3 separate regions of the Sus scrofa genome follow, and all the other regions are linked to region 2. The links are chromatin contacts, called in public HiChIP or PLAC-seq maps. All regions are on one chromosome and are shown on one strand. The core of a region is the stretch at or near the end of the contact, and the rest is flanking DNA. Distances in the headings are between cores, read along the strand shown. Region 1 overlaps ENKUR (enkurin). Region 2 overlaps ARHGAP21 (rho GTPase-activating protein 21). Region 3 holds the start of ENKUR (enkurin).

Region 1 (4,481 bases), core at 7-2,506, 270 kb before region 2:
GGCTGTATTAGTAGAAAATCATTGCCAGGAATGAAATAACTAGGTCAGAAGGTATGTGCACTTGTAATTTTATTAGAAACTATTTTTTATTTTGCTGTGTGTGTGTGAATAGATAATTTATAGACATGGTCTGAAATTCGAAATTCCTAACTGCCTAAAGGTGAATAGGGAGAAGTCTTCCTCACACCCCCTTTCCTAGAGCTACTGAATCCCCCTTCCCAGAAGCAACCACTGTAACCAGCCTCTTATATATCTTTCCAAGTAATACTCTATGCATATGTGTGTAAGATGGAAATAATGATACATGTGTCTGTGGGAGAATCACTCCAATCTGACAGATATGTGGTTTTCTTCTCTCATGTCTGGGAGGCTCAGAAGACTCTTGCCAAGAGAGGTGTCATATAGTCAGTGTAAGCACTCAGGTAAGGAATAGCTTTTCTATTGTCCCATCATTCATTACCAGCCCCACAGCGCCAGTATTGTAGGTTCCATCAAGAAAGCAGTGGTTTTATTGACTTTCACTCTGCCTGTGTGTTCCTCTTGGATGGAAGAGAGGCCAGGGATATGGGACGTTGCCCTGACCTCAGCCTCGCCGTGTTGAATTCCCAAACTAGATTCACTGTCTGAGATTTCCTTTCATCTTCCTAGTGGTGGAGTCTGTGTCAAGTCCACCGATTCCTGTGTCTTGTGTTTTTCTCTTTCTTAGAGAAACAGTGGAAGCCTATACACTTATAAACTGTAGACTGCAGGCCATGTTCAAATAACCTTTTTACTCCATTCACTCCCATCTTTCTGCACAAACTATACTCCCGGACCTAAGCCTAAATTCTTCTCTTTCTTAGTATCTTGTTAAAAGCAACAAGGAACAGTCAACTCCCCTCCCCCCACAATATTCTAAGTTTTTACAAACAGTTCCCCTTCAGACTGTAGCTAAGTCATGTGGTTTTCCTTCTGTGGCAATACAAGAGACAATTTTACCAAATGTTTTGCCATAGAGTAACAAGGGTCAACAGCTTCCCAGCCTGTCCAGGAACCTTCCCTATCAAACCTTTGTCACCCTGTTGATGACTATTAAAAGGAACTGGACCTTTGCCTGGCTCAGACACCTGCCAGGCCTTACCTTTCATAGGATCTCCTTCCAGTGATGTGGCTCTTGCATCACCTAAGTGGACATAATAACCAGTTTGCTATTACGTGCTCAAGGTCCCCTAGTCACCAATAAGGTTCAAAGTTTCTTTTAAGCAAGGAAAACAACACAACAGAGGGACCCAGCAGCTCACTGCTTCCCTCTCTACTTCTCCTAGCCTTTCTGAGGACGACACAGAGGGCAAACCTTAATCTTATGCAATTCCCACATGTGTGAGCTGCACTGTTTTGGACTCATAGAGGTTCCTTTTATCTTTATTGGCTTTGAGGAGACAGTCAAACTTTCTCCTGGGTAAGCTCTATGGTTCTACACAGCCAGCAGACTAGGCTTCAGGCCCAGAGCACCCTGGAGGCCACATGTGGTTTCATCTGGACAAACACTTTAAAACAAATTCCCTGGCTTTTCTTCAAAATTACTGAGATGACAGGCAGCTGCCACCCACGCAGTAAGATGGTGTCCAGCACTAACACGAAGGCCTTATAGGGTATGGGTGGTAAAAACAATGGTGAGTTAGGCTTCAAAGTAGAACATTATCTTAGACTTTGGATCACTCTCTTGCTGTATCATTAAACTGCTGTAGTTCTTTTGTAATGCACCCAAAGCTTTTCAAAAAACACTTTGACACACCCTTTGGGGATTTAAAATACAAGTAGTAAAGTTTAAAGACTCTGTTTCTTCTAAGTGGATTTTATAATTTAAAAAATAAGAATGTGCCAAGATTCCAAGTCTTCAAAATTTTAGTTATTTTGGTATTAGCCAAACAAGTTGATGACAGTTGACCCTTATACTTACAAAAAAAAAATTAGATAAAATGCAAATTTTTCAAAAAGTAAAAATGTAAGCCAAGGGCCTTAAAGAGAATAGTCCTCTTTGTAAAAAATGTGTTACTCTAACATCATTTAGCCCTGTGTTTCTAATATTATCACGTAAGTTTATTTTAAGTGATTATCTGGCATTGATTCATCATTTGATGCTTTGGGTATTTTTTAGGACTCAGATATTTTTCGTGTAAATGGCACTTAATTATAGTGATGGTTCAGATTGATATTTTATTTTTTTTGGCCACACCCGCAACATATGGAAGTTCCCAGGCCAGGGATCAAATCCAAGCTGCAGTATGGCAGTGCCATATCCTTAACTCACTGCATCACAATAGGAACTTCTAGATATTTTATTATTACGATCCCTTTAAATACACATAAGCTAATTTTCTTGAGATAGATTTTTTTAAAGAACAATTTTAAATTGGGACGTTCTTTTAAAAGTCACATTAGAATTCACATGTTCAAAATAGTTTACTCAAATGTTTCAGAGAAAAATAATTCCAAAATTATTATATTTGCTAACCAATATTTTTATGGGGTTTTATGTAGTATGACGTTTTTTACCCCCCTTCCATCTCACATGTTGAATGTTTCTGTTGATCTTAAGATCATATTTTGCTTATTCATCCTTCTCACATACCCATATCTCACTAAATCTAAGATGTCATCATAAATAAAATGTATCATTTTATGTACCACTAAGAAAAAAACTCTTTTAACAGTCTGTCACAATGGGAGTTCCTGTCATGGTACAGCAGAAATGAATCCAACTAGGAACCATGAGGTTGCAGGTTCAGTCCTTGGCCTCAGTGGATTAAGGATCTGGTGTTGCCATGAGCTGTGGTGTAGGTCACAGATGAGGCTCGGATCTGGCGTTGCTATGGTATAGGCCGGCAGCTGTAGCTCTGATTAAACCCCTAGCCTGGGACCTTCCATATATTGTGGGTGCGGCCCTAAAAAGCAAACAAATAAATAAACTGTCACAATGCTTTTTATCACTCAGAATTTTTATTTTATACTAGGTGAAATAGTTCTTTTCAACTTTAGATAGATTTTTTCCCCTATGTATCCATATGTGATGTAAGGTTAAGGTAATCCTAAAATGTTTTTACATTCAGAACTAGACTAGTCTTTATCACTTTTCTGTGCAGAATTGTCAGTGTTTATTCTTAGCATTTTCTATAGGCCATCAGGAGTGTTTCACACAAGAGGACTCCAGTGTTGTCTCTGAGATTTTATTCCAGGCTACTGACTCCTCTTCTGCAAGTTATGATGATATTGTTCTTTCCTCCAATGACAATCGTCTCCTTCAACTAATATCAAATGTTGCCACTCTGCTCTGTTTCCGTGCCTTTCTATACACACAGAGACTTTTCATTTCTGGGACAGATAGTGGTATAATCCCTTGTAAGTGTCAATTAAACTCAACATAGGTAGAGCTAACAGTGGACAAAACTCAGTTGAAGTGACGATGACCAAGTATGCTGATGTGTGTATGATGAAACATCACAACTGCCACCTGGTTCGTAGTGACTTTGCGATACCATGAATTCTAAGGCAGACTCATTTCAGAGATGTTTGAATGTGAAAAATATGCATCTTAAAATAAATGTAGTAGCAGCTCTTCGACTAAAACATTCTACCACTTCATCAATGTTACCTTTCTCTTAAAAATTTGGCTCAAATCCAGCTCATTGTGGACGCCTCTATGATTATCACACCACTCAGTGCATCGCACTGCCCACAGAACCCTGTGTATCCCCTTAAGCAGTTGTATATCACATTTGCTCTCTCTTTCTGATTAAATCCTTAGGAACCAGCCTATAAGAGTCCTCTTTGATAGTGCTTAGCATGGCTTTCAGCTGAGAGCTGGAGTGATGCCCTCCTGGGAAATTAGAGCAGAATAAAAAAGCAGTGGGCATGAAAAATGCCCACTTTGATTGGTAGCTTAGCAAACTTAGAGTCTGATCATTGGATGTGCAAATATTTTCCCTTATATTATAACTCTTATCCTCCCTCTGTAACACCTGCCTACTATCCACAGACTCTTGGATTTGACTCCCAACCAATGTTTAATTTGTGTAGCTTTGGTATTTGTGTGGAAATTTACTACCATGATTACTCTACCATCTAATGGGGAAAAAGTTTGGTTCCTATGGTAACCGTTGTAGAACAGTGCATACTTACTGTACTTCTAAAATATGCAATCCGTCCTTATGGGAATACACATCATCTTGAAAAGATTTTTCCCCCTTCAATAAACATTGATTGTTCCCCACTTCCACCTGATTTCAGAATAAAATAAAACTGTGTTTGTAAGAATTGCTAAGGAAGAGCTTGAGGAAATGAGAACCATGGATGGATCTGGCCCCTGCAGCTGTCATGGGAGAGCGGCACAGTCCTCCAGTGGTTTCTGGGAACACATGCCCAGTCCCTGTCCAGCTGTATTTCTCTCATACTCTTTCTATTTTCCATGCATCATCATGTTTGCTATGTTGGGGATGTTGCTA
Region 2 (4,539 bases), core at 685-3,184:
TTATGTCCCCAGTTAAAGATGACTCATGGAGGACTGGACTTAGCTTTTCTGGCACGAGTGAGTGGAGAGACGGAGGTGAGCAGATAGATGCTGGAAGGGAAGCACATCCACCTCCTTCCCCTGGGACGTGACTTCCGTTTGGGATGAGTTACATTTCTGATGCCAATAGACTGTTCCTCATTACACGTCTGGGTGTGGAGCTCGTAAAGAGAGGTGGGATTGAATCCAGACTTGGGGGAGTCATCATCATATATGATGATGGGCCTTATCATCAAGCCCCGTGCACAAATAAAGCACCATCCGCAGACAGCAGGAAGACGAACAGCCTCAAGGTAGAGCCCCAAGGAGGCCACATCTAAGAGCTGGTCAGAGAATGAAGAATCAGAAGGGAAATCTGAGAACAGGGTATTGGAGGGTAGGAAGATAACACGGGGAGCTGATGGCTAGCTAATGAAGAGGTGATCATTTTAGGGGAGGGTGGATGACTTGTCATTTGTCCGAGAGAATTGTTAGGATGGGCACTAAAGGATACTGTTGAACTTGACTGAGAAGTAACAAATTGTAAAGTTATGGAGAACAGTTCCAGTGCTGTGGGCAGAGGGGATCCGGAAACCAAGTATCAGGGGCTGTGACATAAATTAGAGCTGAGAATGGATGGGAGACACACACACACACACACACACACACACACACACACACACACACACCACACACACACACACACACACACACACACACACACACACACACACACACACACACACACACACACACACACACACACACACACACACACACACACACACACACACACACACACACACACACACACACCACACACACACACACACACACACACACCCTCCTGTCCCGGGGGTGGGTGCTCATCAGTGTCTGAGAAACCCTGAATTAAAAGAAATGAGGGCACCTGAGTGTAGACTATTCTTCAAGAAGTTTGAGAATGAGGGGATGGAGAATGAGAGAGAGGATAGCCGTGTGGCAGGAAGGGTGACATTTTACTCTGAAGTTTGAGAAGCTTTTGCGTGTTGTCAGATCTGGAGAGGAGAAGAGAGTTTGGCTGAAGTTTTACACTTGGGAAGAGACCGTTGGGGAGCAAAGTCCCAAAGAACGCTGGTGGCAGGTCGTCACCTGAGAAAGAGCAAAGGGAAGTAAGGGTAGGCGGAGGTTTTTTTAAAAATGAGAACACAGCAGTTGGGATGGCGTCAAGTAAGCAATAAGGTTATCCAATCATGTGAAGAAATCAAGATGGCAGAGCAAGGCTAAGAAGGTGATTAGAAGCTTGAGACAGCAGCCTTGAGGGGATGGAATTAAAATACTCTAGTGAGTCGTGTCAAGCCCTGAGCTGAACTGGGAATCTAATGCAGCGGGTTACGCAGTTTTACTCAGCTGAAATCTCAGGCCAAGAAGCAAGAGAGATGAAGGGTCTGGTTGGAATTCTCCATAGTGGGACATTGGCAGATGGAATGCATTGGAAGGTCAGAGGGGAAAGGAAGTTGAGGTTGTGGTGAATTTGGCTGCACTATTGCCAGAGTGATTTCTGAGGGAGGCTGATGGTCTCGAAGGCCAGAGAGGACTTAAGGGCCTGAGAAGGATGAGGGGCAGGTTTAATTGTGGGGTTGGCCAGTGGTAAGGTCAGAGGTGAAAAGATAACTCGTGGGTATAGCACTGCAACAAATGCTTCTGGGTTTGCAGAGAGCCCAGAAATCTAGCACAACTGGAAGAGCAGGGCTGCGAATCCACACGTGGTACATACTTTGTGAAATTCCTGAAACTTCAGAGAAAAAAAAAAAAAAAGATGCTTCGTAAACTTCAAATACTCCAGGAGACAGATCCCAGGACTCTTTTGTTCCTTGCAGGGTAATCAGCTCCTGGCACTTTGTACAAGCTCAGTAAATATTTGTTGAATGAATAACACCCTCCAAAGCCTTTCTTGCCTTGGTAGTTTATAATGCCGGAAAATTTTGGCTCACGTCTGACACCTAGTGGTTTGTATTCAAATTACTATTAAGTGGCAGCATTTTTCTTCTATTTGAGGAAAATCCTGCAGATCAGCAGCAATACAGTAATCGCATTGTTCCTGAAACAAGTCTCTGAGTTTGTTTTGGGCAGTCTTGCTGTTGGCATTTACTAGACTTTAGTTTGAATCAGTCAGCAGTAAATATTTATTGAATATCCACTATATGCCAGACACTGTGGGCCAGAGATCTTCATGTGATGTGTCTTCTCCTGCATATCTGACCTCAGTAGATTTGAATACATGGGCAGAGCATTCCACTGGGAGTGGGAAAACTTGTTCTGGAACTTAATTTTAGGTTCTATTGTGATTTTACCCCTGAGACCTTTCTAAATTTATTTCATAGCTTTTGGTGCTACCATTTCTGTGTCATGAATGCTTTTCATTATTGTTGGGTGGCTTTTAGGAAGATGAACGTAGAAGGAAGGCTTCGGTGTTTTGTCGGTTGAGTGATCCATGTTGTGCAGAATGCTACACAATATGGAGAACTGTGAATGGATTTTGTTGTCTTTCCTTCAAGAAGTAAAAGTTCTTATCTGTTAGCGATGCCGATTGAGGCATTTAAAGTATTTATTAATGAATTGACCTGATCCCTGGGATTTGCTTTAAAATACTTGAGGAAAAAAATGTGAGTGTAAATGAAACAAGATGACAGATTTTTAGTAATTGTTTAAATTATATTCATGGGGGAGTCCCGTCCTGGCTCAGCAGGAAACAAATCTGACTGGTATCCTTGAGGACGCAGGTTCAATCCCTGGGCTCCCTCAGTGGGTTAAGGATCCGGCGTTGCTGTGAGCTGTGGTGTAGGTCGTAGATGTGGCTCGGACCTGGCATTGCTATGGCTGTGGTGTAGGTTGGCGACCGCAGCTCTTGATTCGACCCCTAGACTAGGAACCTCCATATGCTGTGGGTGTGGTCCTAAAGAGGTCCCCCCCCCAAAAAAAAAGCTATATTCCTGGGGGTTATTCTGCTGTTTTACTCTACTTCTATGCTGGACATTTTCCACACTTTATAAAAAGTAAACCAAAAAAAATTAGATGGGTGTGGGTTGAAAGAAAGTTTGTCATCAAGTTAGAAGATGATCTGCTTTTTATTTTTTTGGCCGCGCTTGAGGCATGTGGAAGTTCTTAGGCCACGAATCGAGCCCATGCCACATCAGCAGCCTGAGACACTGCAGTGACAATGCCAGATCCTTAACTGGCTGAGCCACCAGGGAATTCCTGATCTGTGTTTTACTTAATTTTTTTATTTTTTTGTGCTTTTTAGGGCCGTACCCGTGGCTTATGGAGGTTTCCAGGCTAGGGCTCTAATCAGAGCTGTAGCTGCTGGCCTATACCAGAGCCACAGCAAATGCCAGATCCGAGCCACATCTTTGACCTACATACACCACAACTCATGGCAATGCTGGATCCTTAACCCACTGAGCGAGGCCAGGGATCAAACCCTCAACCTCATGGTTCCTAGTTGGACTTGTTTTCACTGTGCCATGACAGGAGCTCCCTGATCTGTTTTTTAATATTTAGCAGTTTTTTGGACTTCACTTTGTTCCATTTGATGTTACTTGAAAAAGAGGTTGAGTATCAAGGATGTATTTATTTGTAGTAGGTGAAATGTGATCGAGAACTGACAGGTGACTTTCTGCTGACATTGTCTAGAGATTATTGGAACTTTGGATTTTGAAGCTCAGAATTGTTGGAGCTACAGATTGGAGGCTTGGGAGATACGATTTTAAAGTACTAGCCATCACTCTGGAAGTGAGTGCATTTTAAGTGGAAATTTAGGAACACCTAGATTTTAAAAGTTAGAATGCATTTTTTTTCCTTAGTGCTTCTCCCTTACCAAAGGGAAAAATGGACTCAATAATCTGCCAGAACAGTTGTCTTAAATTGGATTCTACTTAATACTCATGTAGGATGTATTTATCTTATGATACATATGGATTTTTGATGTTGGGCAGTGTGTCTCTGTTGGGCTCTGAAGTTAGTTTTATATGCCATCAATATAACCCTTCCCCCAAATTAGAAGCCCATTTTCAACTATGAAAGAACAGCTATGAAATTTTTTAGGCAAACAGAAGACAAAGGGAAAAATGTGGCTTCTAAATGCTTGCCACCTGTCTTTGTCATCTTAACATTTTAAACCCCCCCCCTTCCTCCTCTTGTCTTTCTAGGATGTAAATGATTAGAAATGGTCAAGGCCCTTCTAGCTCCTTTTCTTTTTTCTTTCCCCAGAGGTAGCGGTTAGCCTGAAATTTGGGGTTTATTACTCCCTCTGTTTTTTTGCCTTACTAGATCCTCAATCCCAAAGCTCAATAAATTGTTCTCCATGTCCTGGTGGTTTTTTTTTGGTTTTGTTTTTTTGTCTTTTTAGGGCCACTCCCATGGCATACAGAGGTTCCCAGGCTAGGGGTCAAATCAGAGCTGTAGCTGCTGGCCTCCACCACAGCCAAAGCAACGCCGGTTCCTTAACCCACTGAGTGAGACCAGGGATCGAACCCCAGTCCT
Region 3 (4,643 bases), core at 1,502-4,001, 310 kb before region 2:
AAATTGTTTTCCAAGAAATAATAAAAAAAGGCAACCATAGTAGAATACAAACTAACCAGCAGGTTAGAAGCTTTGCTGCTTCTGACTACTAAGTAAAAATCCTCTTAACAAGCCCTCCAGTTAGTCAGCTGACTGAAACAGCCAGGTGGAGGAGGTGGAAGGACCACACTTCAGTGCCCTGTGGTAATCACAGGGATCTTAAATCAAGTTCACTACTCTTATTTGTCTTAGAATCAAAGCTGACGAAGCCTTTCCTGGTGTTGGTCTGAAGTCAGATATTCTCTTAATGGTCTCAAGTATCTAATTCACAAGACATTTTATATAGCCTTTACAATTCTTTTTTTTTTTTTTTTTTTTTTGTCTTTTTGCTATTTCTTTGGGCCGTTCCCGCGGCATATGGAGGTTCCCAGGCTAGGGGTCCAATCGGAGCTGTAGCCATTGGCCTACGCCAGAGCCACAGCAACGCGGGATCCGAGCTGTGTCTGCAACCTACACCACAGCTCACGGCAACGCCGGATCGTTAACCCACTGAGCAAGGTCAGGGATCGAACCCGCAACCTCATGGTTCCTAGTCGGATTCGTTAACCACTGCGCCACGACGGGAACTCCTACAATTCTTTAACTTAGAAAAATATCGTAAGGAATTTGTAAGGACTATGGCTTTAGAAAGGATTTATTTTCAGTTGTCTTATATTCCCAACTCTGCCCATTTTATTCATCTACATAGATTAAAATATTCTTCAGGAAAAAATCTAATTTGTATGTACAACCATTTATTCCCCCACCCCACCCCACCCCCCGTTGTTGTTAATTAAGTTTCACGGGAACTAAACTTTGCTCACTTATTTGTTTGTTTGTTAAATATTGTCTTTGGCTGCTATTGAGTTATAATGGTAGAGCTGGGTAGTTTTGAGAGAAACCATCTGGCTTGCAAAGGCCTAAAATATGTATCATCTAGCCCTGTACAGAAAAAGTTCACCAATACTAATTCTGATGGTACACCAATACTAATTCCCTGTGGAATACTGGACAGTGGCATTTCCTTGAACAGGATTGCCATTTTGAAGGAATTATAAAAATTAGAAATTTATTCTTTGTAAAGATGCTTTCAAAAGGCAAGAAGAATTATAAACCAATTATCTAAAGGAAAAAATGTTCCTTTCCAGATGATTAACAACTGCATTAAGACTGTACACTAGATATACCACAGTGTGAGACCTTAATCCTGTTTTGTATTTTTAAAACCACAATAAATATACTGACATCAGTGAAATTACTGTATTTAGTAAAGTCAAGACTACCTAAGGTCAGTTGATGCTTACTAACTGGAGAAATCACGCTTTGTCCTTATTGGCTCTTTTAGGGACTGATTAACATAAAGAGTCCTAAAATGTTCCTTCTAATTAGAAAATTTATAAACTTTGGGCAATGACTATGCACTTGGCTAACGGTATTATCATTCTGAGTCCTTAATTCAAATCTTAGCATACAAAGAGAACAGAAGTTTCCTCTATAAATGCTAAGCAAAAAACCCCCAAAACATAAAATACTCAAAATGTAAAGGAAAAGGGCAAAGTGGCTGTATCCTTACAAAATGTTTTGGAAAATAGAAAATCTGATGTAAAGAACATGAGCACCATCTTCAAGGTGCCATTTATCTGAAATTTATTCTAAATTTATTCTTACCTAGTTAAATTCACTGAGAGAGACGATACATTCAGCATAGCCTAAGTTAACCAAGCCACCATGCTGTTTTGATCCCTCCACCGAGCACCTGGCAGTAAGACGACCAAAACTGGCCTTTTCTATCTTTGAGAATCCTTACTCCCTTTGGGCAGAGTGGCCCCTATTACAAGTTTGGTTCAGAATCATTATCATCCGGCCCAAATCATACTGCCAAAATGTCTTTTAGAGCCTCTGGAAGGCAAAGGCTTCTAACAGCTTCTTTCAGCAGTCATTTTGGTATAAGTCGGTTCATGGAAGATCAAATGGTGCCAAAGGAATAAACCGATTCTAAGGCCATTTTCTAAAAGGGACACCAAAGGAAGGGGGGGGGGCAAAAATCCAAGTGCCCATTGAAAAGGCTTCTCCTTCTTGGTTAGGCTGTTCGTCTAATAAAGTCAAGACCTACGAGAAGAAAGAAGCCCGATCAAGAGTTAAGGAGGTGGTGAAGGGGCGAGGCGCAGGAGAAAGGGAAGCAGGTGGTCGAGGGGAGGAAGGGGCGCGACAGGTGGACGGCTGGGCGCGGGCGCGCTTGCACAGGTGGCGTCAGGGCTGAGCCCGGGACAGAGGCAGTAGGGAAGGTGAGCGCGGACACGGCGTGGGGATCACCACCGAGCAGTGGAAAGGCGAAGGAACAGAGGGGAAAAGACATGCGGTGGGAACGGACTGGAGTGTACAGTTTCCCTTCCTTCTCAAATAACTCACCAAGAAAACCACACTGAGAAGACGGGAGAAAGGAAAGGAAATGGGAAGGAGCCGCTAGTGCCGCCTCCTCGGGACGCAGCCCCGTACCGCTGGCCCTCGTCAGTGCTGGCCCACCGCCCAGACCCCAGGCCTCGCTAGGCCCGCCCCGCCCGCGCGCTGTGGCCTCCGCGCCTGCGCCCGTGCCGACCTCCGGGTCTGCGGGCCACGCCCACGGCCCGAGCAGCCGGGCATTGGGTACGCGTGCTCCACCCGCGCCTCGGGCTCCTCACCTCCCCCGTCGCGCTCTCGACGTTGGACGTGCGTCTGCGTGGCCGCAGCCGTTCGCCCCGCCCCTCCGGGTTGGAGCCCGCGCGTGTTGTGTGACGCCCGCTCACCAGCGTCGCTTCCGGACTGTCTCTGGTAAAGTTTATCTTTCTCTCCAAACGCAGAGACAGAAAAGAGCAACATTTTTAAGGGGACGTCATTCTTCACTCCTTTTTCCCCAAAGGTACATGTAAAGAATGGTTTTTATGTTGATCTTCTGTGACAGGAAGGGAGCTGCAGAGGGAGGAAGAGAGGAAACCTAGTTTGCGGTGCTGCCTGCCACTTCCCCGTTGCCTAGTAACTGTTTCCACGGCAACCACGCCGTCAACAACGCTAAGCAATCCCAGGAGTGATAGAAAAGTTATTTTATTTTCTTCCCAAGAGAGGACCGCTTAGAGGAGGTCAAAGGGGAATTGTGTGACACACAGAAGCCTTAGTTCCTTGAGAAGGCAGGAGAGTAGGAGAGGAAAGGGGGAGCAGTGAAGAAAGGGATGGAGATATTGGTATAGTGAGAAAAAAGCTGAGTAGTTTTAAGGAATCATTTGGTGGCCATGGATCCAACGTACTCTTCTGAGAGCATTTATAACCTCATACCCAGTGACTGGAAGGAGCCTCCTCAGCCTCCTAGGTATGTGGGTAAGCAAAGATCATCACTTGAAACAAGAATGGGGAAAATAATTGTTCCATTTCACGATTACATCAGCGTCCTAGGATTTTCGAAAAGAAATAACATATATTTTTGTTTTAGTGAGGTAGCCTTGGATGACAGCTTCTTGAAGAAGAGGTTGCAAAATCTAAGTATTTAGCATCTCAATTCACAGACAGGGAGGTCCAGTACTGTAAGAGGAATATTTTCTTTTGTTAGCCTCCTGTTAATACGGTATGTAATTGTATTTAATTTGTTTGCTTGTCCCTGTATGATGTGGTATATAACAGCCTGAAATTTCCTATTGTTGAAAAGAGAAAAATCACCATTTGTTATCCCGGGTTAGGATATATTGATCTTTGGTTTCAGGGGTTCATTGTTTTATTTATGACTACTCCACTGCTCCTTCTCTAAAGGGATAATACTTATTTTTCCCAAAATTATTGTCAAATATAAATTTCTATTTGTTTTGGAGTCTCAGTTTTTGGTGAAACGAAATAAATGGAAAAAATAGTTTCTAAGGCCTTTTTTAAAAATCTAATAGTTGATGAAGAGTTGATACCCAAAATATGTAAATGAGTTAAAATATTTACATAGGTGTTAGAACCCCTTAAATTGCCTAAATTTTAAAAAGATAACCACAGAGTAGACATCCCAGTTACTCTTCTTTGTAGGGACTTAGAACTTAAATCTATGGTGAGAAAAGAAGGTAACTGGTAGAGAAAATCTCATTCCTCCTAGGATCTTCAGTTTTTTACCTTTCTTCTTTTCCTGATACAAGTCAGAGCCACATTGAAAGAACACTAAACTAAAACAAATTAAAGACAACAACAAAAATTAAAACCCAAAACAGGATGCCAATTGGTTTTGTGACCATGAATACATTTTCATTTGTTTTCTCACCTATAAAACAAACTAAATAAAGTAGATAATCTTTAAGGTGTTTCAGATATAATTGTCAATTATTTAAAAAAAAATAATTACTAGATTACTAAAGTAATTACTTGGGGTGCATCACATCTTCACCAAGTGGACAGATCCTTTCATTTTTAAGTCTAAGAATCTGTTTTTAACCAGACCAATACCTATTTTATCTTCCATTAGTTTCTCAAAATCTAGTAGTAGTTTGGAAATAGTAATTCAAAATAAGATATGGTGTAGTTGCAGAATTTATGAGAAGTGTTCAAATTAACCATTGCTGAATGGACTTTTGTTGAGAAACTTGTATAGTATACACGGTAAAGCTCCTCCTCTCTGTAACCCAATG

What was found. HiChIP or PLAC-seq counts read pairs in DNA pulled down with a chosen protein or histone mark.
Region 1: a contact with region 2 is called in an H3K27ac HiChIP or PLAC-seq map of alveolar macrophages. The contact joins two enhancer-like sites. A contact is called at or near these places in 9 of 47 Hi-C or Micro-C datasets (alveolar macrophages, embryonic fibroblasts, liver and 5 more) and 2 of 2 datasets of contacts at active chromatin or transcription factors (alveolar macrophages and skeletal muscle).
Region 3: an H3K27ac HiChIP or PLAC-seq map of alveolar macrophages shows a contact between it and region 2. The contact joins the promoter of ENKUR here to the enhancer-like site in region 2. A contact is called at or near these places in 3 of 5 promoter capture datasets (fetal skeletal muscle and liver), 6 of 47 Hi-C or Micro-C datasets (brain, heart right ventricle, liver and 2 more) and 2 of 2 datasets of contacts at active chromatin or transcription factors (alveolar macrophages and skeletal muscle).

What each region holds. Positions count from the first base shown.
Region 1 is chr10:50,344,480-50,348,960 of Sscrofa11.1, forward strand. The region is part of intron 4 of ENKUR (enkurin); the gene reads left to right. Among named protein-coding and RNA genes, the nearest start is that of PRTFDC1, 19 kb to the right of the region's middle. Within about 2 kb of position 1,257, at least 20 of the 83 cell types and tissues checked have an H3K27ac peak or open chromatin away from gene starts, as enhancers often do. A contact at or near this core is called in alveolar macrophages, where this site is marked.
Region 2 is chr10:50,615,592-50,620,130 of Sscrofa11.1, forward strand. All of the region lies in intron 4 of ARHGAP21 (rho GTPase-activating protein 21), which reads left to right. Among named protein-coding and RNA genes, the nearest start is that of ARHGAP21, 76 kb to the left of the region's middle. Within about 2 kb of position 1,935, at least 26 of the 83 cell types and tissues checked have an H3K27ac peak or open chromatin away from gene starts, as enhancers often do. A contact at or near this core is called in alveolar macrophages, where this site is marked.
Region 3 is chr10:50,307,858-50,312,500 of Sscrofa11.1, forward strand. ENKUR (enkurin) reads left to right here and starts at 2,752. Exons shown (of 6, transcript XR_002336356.1): 1 at 2,752-3,358. It overlaps THNSL1 (threonine synthase-like 1), which reads right to left and starts at 2,727. Exons shown (of 2, transcript XM_021064910.1): 1 at 2,697-2,727.